Linked DNA regions of Gossypium hirsutum: region 2 is linked to region 1. Evidence: chromatin contacts called from public Hi-C data. All regions are on one chromosome and are shown on one strand. Each heading gives the region's core, a stretch centred on a gene start, on an enhancer-like site or on the middle of the called end of the contact. The rest is flanking DNA. Distances are from core to core; before and after follow the strand shown.

Region 1 (3,881 bases), core at 414-2,913:
AATAGTCTACTTTCCTTGCTTCAAGCCGATGCTTGTGGTAAGGATGCTCTTAGGATTTAGTTTCCTCTAGTTTTCTTCCATTATGTATAAAAATATATATTGATCATATGCTATCACATAAAATTCACTAACACACACTAAAGTAAAGTTTTCTTACCCAAATTTTTATATTGACAATTTTATATCTAAAAAATAAACGGAGTTATTTACAACCTAAATCCTTTTAATTTTTTCGCATTTTTTATTTATTAATTTAGTTTCTAAAGTTTTATAGTTATTCTAGATTCAAAAACAAAATCCCTATATATTTTCAATTACTTGTGAAAAAACTGTTATTTTTCTCTTCTTATTTTTATGAAATTAACATAAAATTTTTAATAATTAACATATAACTTCAAATAATTAATTGAAATTGTTTATTGCTATATTTAAAATTTTAACTAATAAATATTAAAAATTATATTATGTATTTTTAACTAAGTATTAAAAAATTCACTAATGTATATTAAAAATTACATTTACTTTTAGATATCAATTGTAAATTAAATTAATATTTAATTAATACATGTTAAAAAACTATATTTTTGTAATTTCAAATAAATTAATTAAATAATTTTCTAATAAATAATGTTCAATAACCTAATTAAATAAATAATACATGTTCATATTATTTTAACATTATTTTACTAATATCTAATATTTACATAACATTATTCAAAATTATACATTTATAATCACACAAAAATAAGTATTATTATTAAACATTTTACAATCCATAAATTAACAACACTAGTGTTTGTTAATGCTCATGTACAAATTTTACTATCCTAATTTACTATTAACATTATATGTTTATATAATTTTTTAAATTGTGGATTTTTTATTTTAAATTTTTAAATTTGTTTTAAATATTAAATTTTCATTCTTATATTATATTAATCATAACACAAAACTATAAAGATTCTAAAATTTAAATATTTATTTTATTTTATTTTTAATTTCTTAATCATAGTATTTCTAAAATACTACAAATTTTGTAGCCATTTTGCAAGAAATAAATATAATATATTTAATTGATATATACAATCAAACTCATATGTCGATAAGAAATTAGTGTGTGTATATATATAATATTACAACATATTTGATGCATAAGTCTCATGCACCATCAGCGAATAATAACATGACACCTCATCATTAAATAAAATAAAAATGTAATGGAGGACTTATAAATAAATACTGATAACTTTATTTAAACATAATTAAATAATAACTAACTATAAATAAATGGTAAAACCCTTAAACCCAATATCATAAATTCAAGAGCTATTAATATTTATTTATAATACTTATAATTAATATTTAAATAAAATTATTAATATTTATTGACAAGTCCTCCATAATTTTATATTTAATTTAATGATAGTTAATCGTAGTATTATTTACTGATAGTGCTTAAAACTTATAAACCGACAATACATACAATATCATTCGGTCCATAAATTTTTTGGGTTTGATATAAAAGGCTATATATAGTTTTTGGGCCTATTGAGCCGAGGAAGAGATTTCGGGCCTTAAGAAGCCTACTTGTGCTGGGTTTCATAGACTTTTCTGTTAGTCACAATTTGCAGAATGCTTTCCAATGCCCAAACCCTAAACTGTCTTGATGTTTTTTTCCCCACAAATTTTGGTATCTAATACTATTATGAGGATGATGGGTGATGGGTGATGGGCAATGACATTTTGAATCATAATAAAAAACAGTTGGCAAGAAAAATGGCCTATCAATTGGACATGTAGGTCCCAAATTTTCAAGTGGCAGTCGCTAGCAACCAATTTGTATGTTCGATCACTATAATTTCTGTCCAACAAAAAGATTTTCTTCCTCGAGAAAAATAAATGTTAACTAGAATGACAAGTCTCACTCCATTTCATTTCAGTTCTCATCTTTATGGGTCTAGCTATTCGTTTAAGTCTAAAGGGCTATTCGAAATTTAGAAGGATTTAAGCAAAAATGTTAGACTCGAAATATAAGTTCGGGCAAAAAATTTAAGTCTTTTTAAAATATGAGTTCGGCTAGGGCTTGAACATTCAAGGCCAAAGCCCATCCTGACTAGTAATGTTTTATGTTATTTTATTTTTATATATTATGTAATTTATAACACATAAAAATTAAATCTATAGTAGTATTTATAATATTACTACCATGATGTAAACATTAAAAATTGTTAAGGAGCCTATATATGAATTTTTAATAAAAAAATATAAAATTATTAAATATTAAATTAAAAATAACATAAATATATATTTTTGATATTTTAAAAAATATATATATAGACAGGCCTAAAATGAGTAGGGTTAGTCATTTACAAATATGAACGAGCTTGAGTAAAATTTTAGGTCTATATTTCGAAGCTTTGCTTGAGCAAGTATAAAGTATATTAATACCATTCATAAGCTGACTTAAACTCAATCCATAAATACCTCTAATTATAAGCCATAAAACTAATATGTAGATTAAGATTTAGGTCACCTTTATAATCTAAGCATGTGATTCATTGTTATTTAAGTTAATTATAAAATATCAAACAATTTAATTAAACGATAAAGCAAATTTCCGGATGTATAAAATCCTTAAAAGAAAAAATAAATTGTTTTACAACTCAAACTTAAATGGACTCACATCCTCAACACTCAACCGACAATAGCTCTTTCACTCTTCCACTCCATAGCTGGGGATGTTGACAACATTGCCTTCCAATAACGTCCTGTTCCATTGCCATGTATGGTTGTGTTTCATAACGTTACAATCTTTAAAAATCAACCCAATCATTCAAACTTTTTTTAATCAATACAATATATTTAAAAATAAAATAAAGAACAGATAGATAAGTTTTGATCATATTTGTTCTTTTTGACGCAATGTCTAAAATTAGACATAGCACCCTTCCAACCCATAAACAGGAGGATAATGCGCTTCAACGCACTCGAACATTTATCGTCATGCATTGACGACTATGACGATATCAATCAAACTAAAACTCAAGCGGCAGAGAAATATTGATTAAACTTATTATGGAAGCTCAAGATTCCAACAATAAACTTGATTAAACATACTCCACTGTACCAAAACAGAAATGATGATTTAAGATGGCATATTTTATTTTGATCTTTCCTTAAAAATAAAAGTGAAGGGAGGCAAGTAGGGAACTGGAAAATGGTATCATAAACTATGCCTTTTTCTGAAGATGAGACAATATTATGGTGTGGTACCCTTACTCTGTCTATAATCTTCCTTGGTTTTCCTGAATATAGATTTAGTTAAAGGGAAGAAAACGTGAATCATGCACAGCTCTCGTTGCTGCCACTCACGTTTCCTAGCATTTAAATATAAATATTAGGGTAATGAATCCCCACATATGTGCTTTCCAATAAACTAAAGATTCTGCTGCCTAATCTCAACAAATTCTCTCACTTACCTGTAAAACAAACCATTAGTTAATTTTCATTTAATAACAAAAAGTAGTATTAGAATACAATAATCACCCAACAGCTTTGTTTTTGGAACTATATCCAAATGTAAATCCCAATATAAGCCCCCGACATGGCGGTAAATGGTAAGTCAAGGCTGAACCCTATTTCTGTTTCAGATTAGACTGACCTTTGATATAAGCTGTTTAAGGTTACATAATAGCAGGCAGACAGTACATCTGATTAGACTTTGCCTCTGTCTTTGCCTTTCCGCTTCAATCCTCCAAACTTTCATTAAAAATGAGTTTGTTTAAAATTTATATATTTTAAAAAATCACATATTATTTTTATTTAACATTTAAAAACTATTTTTTATTTTGATCAAATTTCTTTTTGTTTTTGAAACTTAT
Region 2 (3,881 bases), core at 710-3,209, 36 kb after region 1:
AGATGATGCCCGGACATCAGATCCATTGTCTTTGAAAGAACTCGATGATAAAAATTCACGAGTATCAAAGAAATTATGATCATCATCATCAGTTTCTTCTTCTGCAGCATCAACTCTTTCAGGGTCATCATCTGAGTCGGTTGTATTTCCTTCTGAGTAAGAATTTGGACAAAGGGGAAAAAAACCATAATTAACAATGCTATGAACAGAAAGTAGTGACAATGACTTGAATGAAAATTAAACCAAAGAAGACAGAAAGCAATTTGTATAACCTAGCAATCAACACTATAAACACCTGATAATATTATTAAATGGAACACATAATTAACAATAAAAAAGATGGCTGATAAACATACACAAAAATTGATTCAAGATGACTGATAAACCTCTGCTTAACAAGCGTTAAAGTTGTCGACAAATTAGTTTATAGAAGCGACAATTGAAATAAAATAGTTTTACTGCCTAATAATCTTACCACTTCTGTCATGCTTTACCATGGCGTAAGCCCCTTGATTCGACTTGTTTTGGCTCTCGTTGACCACTGTATTTTCCAGATCAACTTTTTCTGCCTGCAAAATAAGAGTACAAACTAGCAATTTCTTAGCAGAAGATTGCAAAAAAGAAGTAAAAACCTTTGTTTCATATACCTCTAACTGACGCAAGGTTTCGATGAGGAGATACTGTTTCTGTCTAAGCAACAGCATCTGCTTCTGCATTGTTAAGAATTCCGTCCTCATAATCTGCTCGCTATCTTGGATAGCCAATTCGCTTACCCCTTCCTGCATCAGCTGTTGCCTCAACTTCTCCGTGGAAACCGACGCATTGTTCACCTGAACCATGAGCTCGCTATTAGGTATCCTAGGGAACATATCCTTAACCGCCTGAAGCGCTTCAATCCACGCGACCTTATCGTCCCGCGTCTCGGCTCGTAAATGAAGCATTTTCGTTCCGGTGTAAATCGAGAACCTCTTGTCATCTGATTTGCTTTCCCTAATCGAGGAAACCTGAGAAAATTTCAAGATTCAAATAAAAAGAAAGAAAGAAATGAAATTCAAATTTGTTTTTCTTTTGCTTATTTTAATCATTTTTCTTCTTTTTGACCTTTAGGTGGACTTCACCGAAGGGTTTGCGACGGGTGAGGGATTGATGACAAATGGGTTTGCGACAACTGGTTATAATACGAAGAGACTCTTCGCCGATAACTTTGCATCCTTTTTCCGTTTCTTGGCTGACGACGATCTTATCAGGTCCATGGAGTTTATAATATGATAACACTCCGTCTTGCAAAACGAACCACCTCGGTTTCCAACCTTTCCCGTAATTCACCCATTTGAAAAGCACTCCGGATATCCCGTTCCCTACAATGTTGTTTAGCTTCACATCCACTAGAGCCGCCGTCACCTCTCGTCCCGACGACACCCCGTTCTTCTGTTTCATCCGATTATAATAATTCACGCTTCTGCTACGATGATAGAGAACCTGGTGGCTTGGATTGCACGGGCACTGAATTTGGTCCAAGGGTAGGGTCGACTTGGATCGGGATATAGGAGCGGAAGAGGAAGGAGAAAGGTTTCTCACAGAAGGATTACTCATAAAGACGAACGCCGTAGGAAATGTTTTGATCGGAGAATGGCCAGGTACGGTGGTTCCAAACAGCAAAAAAGAATGCGTAATATTAATTGTTCTTTATAAAAAATAGAATAATCGGAAGACACCGGGATAGGTAAAAGCTGACGTGGCGATGGAGAGCACGGTGGTTACAGTTACAGTTTTCATGGCTCTCCACTCTTCATTTTTTTTTTTTTGTTCTTTAAATTTCTTGGATTGTCATTTACGAGATAGAGAAAAAGGAGATCCAATAGTTGAATTTTGTTTATATATATACACATAAATGTCAGTAGAATTTGGGCAGACGGTTACAAAAAAATAGTACTAAAAAAGGACGGCCGTTTGAGGAAAGGGGTGGCCGTTGGCGGGAACTTCGGGCGGGTAACCCGAGCGAGAGAGGGAAAATTTTAATCCCCTGAGCGGTTGGGTTTAACAAAGATGATATTTAATTAAGACATAATAATATCAGAAATTAGTTAAGAGATGCATGAATTTTTCCAATTGTATTTAATTTCGTCCAACTAAACACCACTTTGTATTAATATAATTAGTCGATTCTCATACATTCTTTATTTAGTCTCACTTAGTGTTACTCTTAATGATATGTACAGAATTTATTTATATTTAAATTCATTATACTTTGTATTAAGTTTAATTTTAGTTCTAATCAATGTGTATTTATATTTGTGTGACTAAGTTGGTATAGTCATCAATTCGATTAAGAAATTTACAAAAAAATATTCTTATATGTGTAAAATAATTTATATTATTATAGTGGTATTTTTATCTTTTTATATTTTTAATAAATTCAGGAAAAATATATATATTGAGATTTAAATCTGTGAGCATTTATAAAACATTTCCTTTACTATTCTAACCAAAAGCTTTATTTTAATATTTTCATAATACTTCAATATTATTTCACAAAATTTTTTATCCATATCGTTTTGATTCTGTTGTTGATTGAATCAGTGTCACAAATTGGCTTGATACCAATTCAAGAAAAATGATAATAACATGATAAATAACTGAAGTGGATTTAATATTGGAATAATATCTAGTATACTATCGGTTAAGTTTTTAAACTCCACAAGTAGGATCAGAGGGTTGATAAGTCTATAAGAGTATAGTAAAATATTTTTAAAAAAAATATGCCAATTTTTTTAGATTGCTTGTGAAATAAAAAAAAATATACTGTCAGTATATCCAATACTTACCCTTTAATATAATGTATTCACCTATTTAGATACTATTTTACTCACAATTTAAATCAATTTATTATTTTAGTTTTGTATGTTTCATTATTTTTAATTTAAAAAAATTAACCATTTGTTCCCAAAAGAAAGAAGTAATTAACCAAAAAGTATTTTCTTAATTTATATATATAAAATGAAAGAATAAATTATTTTATGGTGGAAGAAGTAGCATTAATTAATTAGAACTAGAATTATGATGGAAGACAACGGCAGAGGTTCTAGTGTGGTAAAAATCTTAAAAGGGAAGCGTCAACTACAAAGTTGAAGTATCCGTTGGCAGTGCATTGAATCTGTGGCCTTCTCGACAAAACCATCAAGCACAATTGGAAGAAAGCATGGATGTTATAACTGGATTCAGTTCATTGTCCAAGAAATAGAATATTCGATGAGGGAAAGTATCATTAAACCACAAAACCACAAAATCATCCACATTTGTCACCATCATCTATAATTATTGTCCACTTTCTTTTTTTGTTGTTGTAAAGCAACTGGTTTGGTTTGTGAGTGTGGAAGTTTTAGAACAGCAGGCAGGTCGGCAAGTATGACAAATCACTATACGATGTTGACTGTGCTGCACAGTAAACAACTTCTAAAACCGCACGACAGTCCAAAATTTGTTGATATTTACTTTAAATGATTACTTCATTTTTTTTCCCATAATTTTTCGAACGAGTCAAATTAAATTGTATTCAAGATTAACTAATTTATCACCTTTTTTTTTTCATTTACAAAAACTGGAAACCCAGTCTTATCAACCTGACAAAAGCTGCAGAGAGATGTAATTGTTATGATTGTTATTTGTCTCTCATGTTAAAAATATTTTATTATAATTTCGTATGGGTTTTTATACCAGTTCGTATAGGTTCGAACAAGATTTTTTTTTTTTGACAAACAAGAATTCATAAATTTCACCAAAAAGAAATAGTACCAATAAAATTAAATAAAAACAAAACGCCCACTAATATCGAGTCAGAATGACTAAAAAGTTTTCTTGTAGGACCTAAGAAACAACGCCCA

The links. Hi-C and Micro-C count contacts between places; a contact is called where the count stands out from the background.
Region 2: a contact with region 1 is called in a Hi-C map of leaf, with 1.9 times the contacts expected there. The contact joins the promoter of LOC107942038 here to the enhancer-like site in region 1. A contact is called at or near these places in 8 of 34 Hi-C or Micro-C datasets (callus and leaf).

What each region holds. Positions count from the first base shown.
Region 1 is chrD05:21,610,543-21,614,423 of Gossypium_hirsutum_v2.1, forward strand. No RefSeq gene overlaps it. Among protein-coding and RNA genes, the nearest start is that of LOC107942030, 10 kb to the left of the region's middle. Within about 2 kb of position 1,664, at least 3 of the 9 cell types and tissues checked have an H3K27ac peak or open chromatin away from gene starts, as enhancers often do. A contact at or near this core is called in leaf, where this site is marked.
Region 2 is chrD05:21,646,439-21,650,319 of Gossypium_hirsutum_v2.1, forward strand. LOC107942038 (oxysterol-binding protein-related protein 1C) reads right to left here and starts at 1,960. Exons shown (of 11, transcript XR_001695744.2): 1 at 1,102-1,960; 2 at 648-1,004; 3 at 476-569; 4 at 1-152. LOC107942037 (biotin--protein ligase 2) reads right to left here. Exons shown (of 10, transcript XR_001695742.2): 10 at 3,801-3,881.